Regions from separate parts of the Mus musculus genome. Here region 1 is linked to region 2. A link is a contact called in public Hi-C data. All regions are on one chromosome and are shown on one strand. Each heading gives the region's core, a stretch centred on a gene start, on an enhancer-like site or on the middle of the called end of the contact. The rest is flanking DNA. Distances are from core to core; before and after follow the strand shown. Region 1 overlaps Grik3 (glutamate receptor, ionotropic, kainate 3). Region 2 overlaps Gm32611 (a long non-coding RNA gene).

Region 1 (3,195 bases), core at 382-2,881, 350 kb before region 2:
CTGTCTGTGATCTCCAAACTATCAGAGTCCTGCCTGAGCAGGTCCCAGCCCAGGCAGAGGAGAAAAATATGGGTCTGGAAATCGCTGCAAGGTTTTTGAAATGGAAAAGCATTCGGGACCTTCCTTTGTGAGGGAATGAGAGCCAGAGGCCTTTGCCTATTGAGTTTTCATCAAAGTAATTTATTGATCAATACAGAGAACATGGCTAGTTCAGCGATTTTGTAAAAAATCACCATGTGTTGAATACGAGGAGCACTTTGCTGGATTGTGGCACGCAAGGCCCGGTGGGATCACCCTTGTTTTATGGCCTTCTGGGAACCCGGCCCTGGCAGTTACATCTCTGTGGCTTTATCTTCATGACACCAAAACATTTGGACGGAAGAAAAAGATGGGTCAATCTTCCAGATGTTTTGTCTACCTGGCAACAAATATCAAGACGTCTCTCGAACAAGGTCAGAACAACAAACTGGAGTGAGGGATGCTGGGAAGAGGAGTGGGTGTCAGAAAACATGTTGTTCCTTCCTTACTCCCAAGGCCACAGACCGAGCAGAAGTGAGGGGCTACATTTACTGTGCATCTGCTTACTGAGACCCCCAACACCGCCACACGCAGCAGTGGCACTTTGACACCTGGAATTTCTTCTGCATTTTAACATGAGGCTAGCTCTGTGTTCCCAGAGTGACAAAGCCACGAAAAGTGAAGGTACATCCCTGCACAGAGGGCTTCCTGACTCAGCTCTATCTAGTTTGATTTGTGTTCCGGGCCTCAGTTTCCTTATGTGCAAACTTAGAGGGAAATGGAAAGCGCTAAATCCCTGCCAGTGAGCAATAGTGTTCAGCAGACATCACTGCTTCTGTGGGTGGTCCCACGGGGGGGACAGTGTGCTACAGTAGGGACACCCGAGGGTCACCCTTCTCTCTGAGTGGGCTCCTTTCCCCTCAAACCTTGGAGGGGCCCAAAGAAAGGGGTTAGGTCTCCTCTTGCCATGGCTGCAACAGGAAGTGCTAGGCCCCAGGGGAAGGCACCTGAGAGGTGGGGACCACACAGATTAGCTGCCTCTTGGGTGGGCAAGGGACCCAAGCATGACTCCCAGACACTAGGAACAAACTCTCCCAAAGGCTGAGCCTCCACTCTGATCTGCACTCTCCTAGAGTCAGGACCCCTCCCTTCCCATAGTACACTGTGGGGTCTGATGAAGTCCAGGGCTTAGACAGCATGCCAAAGGTCCCCTCCTAGTTGGTGTCAGGCCCAAGATGTTCACTCCACATCTCTGATGTGAGAGCCAATATCATCAGCACTATGTCGCCAAAATGGGACTTGTTTCCAGGCCAGGAAGGCCAGATGTCTTAAATCCCATACTGGAACAGTTGGAGGCTCAGGATCCCCAAGTTTGGATATGGGAGATAATCCGTGTATCCAACACGTATCCCAGCAGGCAGAGAAGCAAAGCCGGCCCTGAACGCCAAGAAAGCAAGAGGCCCTATTTGATCCAGAACTTAATCCACTTGCACAGAGAGCTGGAGCCGGGCAAAGAAAAAAACACTGCCCAGTCTCATCTGAAGCTGCCCATGCCACCTGCTCCAACCAGCCAGCGGGATGATATAACGGCAGGACCAGACAGCATTCACAGCTGCTTGCAAAGGGAGAGCCGGAGAGCCTTTGTCGAGAGCCACCTTCTGACAATGTCCACAGAGCACTCCTGAGTACACACAGCCCCCACTCCTGTTATAGGGAATCCAATGGTCAGTGTGAGGTACCCAGTAGCCTGTGCCTGCCTGGAGCAGGGGACCATCTGCCTTCTAGCCACAACTTTTCCCAACTCCTACCCAAGCAGAAGGCTTGGCTTTGTAAAACTACTGTACGGTCCAGAAGGAGATTGGAAAGGGTGTATGAAAAACAGCCTTATTATCCAGGTCCAATTAGTCCCTGAGACCGTGTTAGAGGGATGAGCCCACGGCCACTTCGATCAAAGCTGGCCACTTCGAGCAAGACTGGTGGTTGTTAAAATGCCCCTGCTGAGTTTGACACCTGCACCTTCTCCCCCTGCCTCAAAGACACCTTCGTGCTTGGGGGGAATTCTCAGCATAGCTCCACCCAGCACGTGTTCACTTAAGGCACTACCTCCAGAAAGGCAGAGCAGTCCCCAATGAGGGGACACAGAACTGAGGTCATCAGTCGCATGCTGCCGGCTCCCCACCTCAGGCAGGGGCCGGTCCTATCAGGTCCATCTCACTTATGACTGCCACTCAACCACACTTACTAGGACTTATTAATCATCAAACTGGGAGCAGCCGGAGCAGCCCCTGGGAACCAGCAAAAGTGTTACACTGCACACAGGCAGATCGGTAGCACGTCTTGGGGACACCCAGCCTGGGCGTCTCACTCATTGGCTTCCTTCATCCCAGGCTCCTGTTCCTTATCCTGAAGGCAGGGACAAGTCCATCAAGGAGACTATGAGAGTTACGCAGAGATTGGTAAGAAGTCTGGGTACTCTCTCTATAGCCGTGAAACCCGCCACAGACTGAGACCAGATCCCTCCCTGAGTTAGAGACGTTCCTTCCTGTCCCCGGGGGAGGTCGAGTCAGCCAAACAGAAGCGGGATAAGTCAGAGAGGGAAGACAGGAAGAACAGTCCTGTCTCTGCCATTTCTCCCTGAACTCCACTAAAAGCCAGCTTGAAGCAGGACACAGGGCATCCTGTCATGAGGAGTGATTAGAAAGCAAGAGAGGCTGTGGGGCGTGAGAATGTGCAGAAAGAAGGGGGGCACCCAAACTATACGGACACGGTCCAATGTCTGAAGGTCAGTTTACTAAAAATTAAATAAATGTATAACAGTTTAATGCAACTTAAAATTCAATCTGTGAGGGGGCACATATAGATTAAAAAAATTAGGTACACACACAGAGAATTCCTTGAATGACCCCATACACAGTGAGTGTGCTGCTTTGTTTTAATAATAATAATTTTAAAAAGATCTTTTTTTAAAGCCTAAAACAAAAATAGCCTGAAGCAAGCAAGGAGGGCCACAAGACCTCCAGCAAGACCAATGGGACAGGAGAGACTTTCCGTGCCATGCCTGCTCCTAAAATGGCTGGGGGTGGGCTCCAGACAGGCTTGGGACTGGGGGTGAGATGTGCTTCCCTGAAGGCTTCCCAGAGCAGGCGGGGCTTCTGCTAGGTTTGCAGTGTGAGGAAG
Region 2 (3,120 bases), core at 103-2,602:
TGTCTCCTATGTGATTCCACTTCCCACCACGGTGACAATAAAGATGGCTCACTCTTCATCGGGTCTGAACTCTCGTCTCAAAGAGAATCAAATAAAACAACCAACCAGTAAGCACACACACCATTTTCACCAACAGAACTGGTCTGTCCAGGAGTTCTCTGTCCCCATCCAGCGTTAGGACCTCCCATATCCTTTTCAACATGGTGGGCCTGACCTGCTGGGTGGGTATCCAGTGCCCAGTGCCAGCTGCATCCGCTATGAGGAGGTTGCTACTAGCAAGGCCAGCTGCCAACCTGGAGCCTGGCTGAAAGAATCCGGCCCCAAGGGTTGTGGGTTTTTCTAAGCCCACACTTGACTCTGTCCGCACAGATCCAGTCTGTGTGTGTGGTCTGTGGGGAGGCTGCACCAGGGAGGCGTATCGATCAGGCTGGTCGGGAGAAGAAAGGAAAAAGACCTTCAAACAGCAAAGCTTCACGCCTGCAGAGGCTTGAAAAGACCCATGGAAACGGGGCATGCAGGTTTCCACCCCTGAGGTAGCCACACACTGTGGGTCGTGTGAGCCAGGGAAAAAGCACAGCTCTCTCTCTCTCTCTCTCTCTCTCTCTGTGTGTGTGTGTGTGTGTGTGTGTGTGTGTGCACGCGCGCACGTGCGCACACACCCGTATTTGTACAGGAGTTGTTTAGCAGCTCTTGAGTATGAATAACTCTCCTATACCAGCATGCATATGTAGCACCTGTACTGGCCAGAGAAATGTGTGTGCAGGCACGTAGTCACCCTGAACTCTCAAAGCATGCCTGTGCACACATGCTCAAGAACGCATGTATTCTACCTACCTGCCCTCTGAGAACTTCCCCCTCCGAGGGTGGGAGCAAGCACCTTTGTCCACTGTCAATTTTGTCACCTCTCACCCTTGAAACCAACCCTAACCAAAGGAACTCCCAGGACTGTCCCCCCCATCCGGGACTTCCCTCTCAGGAAGAAAAAGGTAGCCAGGACTGTGTTTATTCAATCTCAGATCCTGGCGACCAGATCTGCTAAGTATGTCAGAGGAGATTTTTTTGTAATTGCGGTTCCTGGGCCCCGCCCCCAGAGACTAATTGACAGCAATCTGAGGAAGGCACAGGCTCTGGAGATTTTTAGCACTGCGGGAGTGATTTTAACATGGTCCCAGGACTGAGAATGACTAAAGGCCCCTGCTCTTGTGGGCGTCCTTGCGCTCTAGCGGGACTGTTCCTGAGATGTGACGGTGGCGCTCCAGTCTGAAAACCTGAACACCGGCGTCTGAGCTCTCCTGCCTAGACTCTTCCCTAGGTAGGAGCTCAGCAAAGCTGACACACATCCACGCGCCGCGGCTGCCCCCTTCTGGACGGAGCCTGCAGCGCTCAGCTGCTGCGTGACCTGCAAGCTGGGTGCTACAGTCCCTTAGGGAAGGCCTTAGTAGGGCTTTGGTGGCATGCCCAGCTACTCAGGAGCTGAGACAGGAGGATTACTTGAGCCCAGGAATTGTGAGGCCAACTTGGGTAACATAGGGAGATGTTTTTTGTTTTTTGGTTTTTTTTTTTTTTGAAGAGACCAGCTGGGCACTAGAGCTCCTGCCTGTAACCCCAGCACTTAGGAGAGGAACAGAGAATCCAGGAGTTAAGGGGCCAACAAGGACTTCATAGTGAGTTCCAAGTCACCTAAAAAAAAAAAAACTGTCTTCAAAACAAAGGTCTAGGCCCAGCCTAGTGGCCTACTCAGGAGCAGGGGCAGGCAGACCTCTGTGAATTTGAGGCCAGCCTGTTCTACATAATGAGTTCCAAGACAGCCAAGGCTATAGAGTGAGATCCTGCCTTGCAAAACAAAACTTAAGCTGGGCAGTGGTGGTGCATGCCTTTAATCCCAGCACTTGGGAAGCAGAGGCAGGTGGATCTCGGTGTTCAAGGCCAGCCTGGTCTATAGAGTGAGTTCTAGCCAGGCTATACAGAGAAAGCCTGTCAAAAAAACAAAACAAAACAAAATAACAAAAACAAACAAACAAACACACCCTTTTTAAACAAAGGTAGGGGGGACTTCACACCTCTGCACCCTTCAGCCAATTGTGGTCTCCCCAGCCTTCCAGAAAGTCCTCTCCACCAGCCACCATCCTCCTCATGCCTTCCCTTCCTGATGTACCCAGTCCCTATACTAAGTCTCCCCTGTCACACTGGAAGTCCCCAGGGCAAAGGGAACAGGCCTGGGGTCCGCAGGGGCCTGTAGAATACAGGAAGCCTTCTCCAGTGGCTCCCTACCACTCTGGCTCTGTGTGAGCCAAGGCAGAGCTTCTCGCTCATACTCAAGCCCTGGGGCAAGGGGATCCTCCGTAAACTGCCAGGGGCACTCATCACGCTAGATGCCAGGTACACATTTTGTTCCGAGCATTTCACTAGTAATAAATCCCTTCATTTGTACCTAATTATCCTTATTTTGTTTTAGAATCTAGAAAACCAAGGCCCAGAGAGGTTCAGTGAGACCCAAAGAAACACACAGCGGGGTCAACTCAGAGCTGAGACTCAACCCGAGGGTTGGCTCAGGAAACCATACTTTTAACCACCCTTCCTTCTTAGGGGAGGAGAACCATTGGAGATCTATGTCCCCACTGGCCCAGGCTGGCTCCCCAATCCCTTCCCAGCAGAAATCGGCCTGGAGTCTCTGCCCGGCTGGCAGCTCAGGGGCTGTGTCGTCTCTTGCTTCCTTCTTAATTTTTCTGACAAGAGCAGCTGCCACGGCAGCTGACAGCCAGCCTGTCGGATGGAATGGGAAGGCGGGCCCAGACCTCGTTTGTCTGGTGGAAAAATGGATTTGGACAAGGGGACGGCTGAGCTTCAGGAGACAGGGGAGCACCCATGGGTGACCGGTACAGATGGGATCCCAGAAGGCTGGGGTGGGTACAGGCACGGGGCAGGAAGCCCTGGATGCTGGTGGAGGTCTGCGTAAGCCCCGCCCCCTGGATGCCGGAGAAAGCCTCGCTCCATCAGCTTCCCTTCCCCTCTCCCCATCTCCCTTCCCTCCAGTCTCTAATCAACTTCCTGGCACTGGGCCTGCATCAGTTTCTGGGGACAGAAGGCCGAGACAGGTCCATCACTGTCCTCAAGGACATC

The links. A called contact is a pair of places that touch in the nucleus more often than the background predicts.
Region 1: a Hi-C map of cerebellum shows a contact between it and region 2, with 1.8 times the contacts expected there. The contact joins two enhancer-like sites. A contact is called at or near these places in 2 of 484 Hi-C or Micro-C datasets (bone marrow-derived macrophages and cerebellum) and 2 of 115 datasets of contacts at active chromatin or transcription factors (embryonic basal ganglia and forebrain).

What each region holds. Positions count from the first base shown.
Region 1 is chr4:125,510,832-125,514,026 of GRCm38.p6, reverse strand. The region is part of intron 1 of Grik3 (glutamate receptor, ionotropic, kainate 3); the gene reads right to left. Among named protein-coding and RNA genes, the nearest start is that of Mir692-2, 7.7 kb to the right of the region's middle. Within about 2 kb of position 1,631, at least 4 of the 459 cell types and tissues checked have an H3K27ac peak or open chromatin away from gene starts, as enhancers often do. A contact at or near this core is called in cerebellum, where this site is marked.
Region 2 is chr4:125,158,748-125,161,867 of GRCm38.p6, reverse strand. All of the region lies in intron 2 of Gm32611 (a long non-coding RNA gene), which reads right to left. The region is part of intron 2 of Gm40245 (a long non-coding RNA gene); the gene reads right to left. Among named protein-coding and RNA genes, the nearest start is that of Gm40245, 10 kb to the right of the region's middle. Within about 2 kb of position 1,352, at least 20 of the 459 cell types and tissues checked have an H3K27ac peak or open chromatin away from gene starts, as enhancers often do. A contact at or near this core is called in cerebellum, where this site is marked.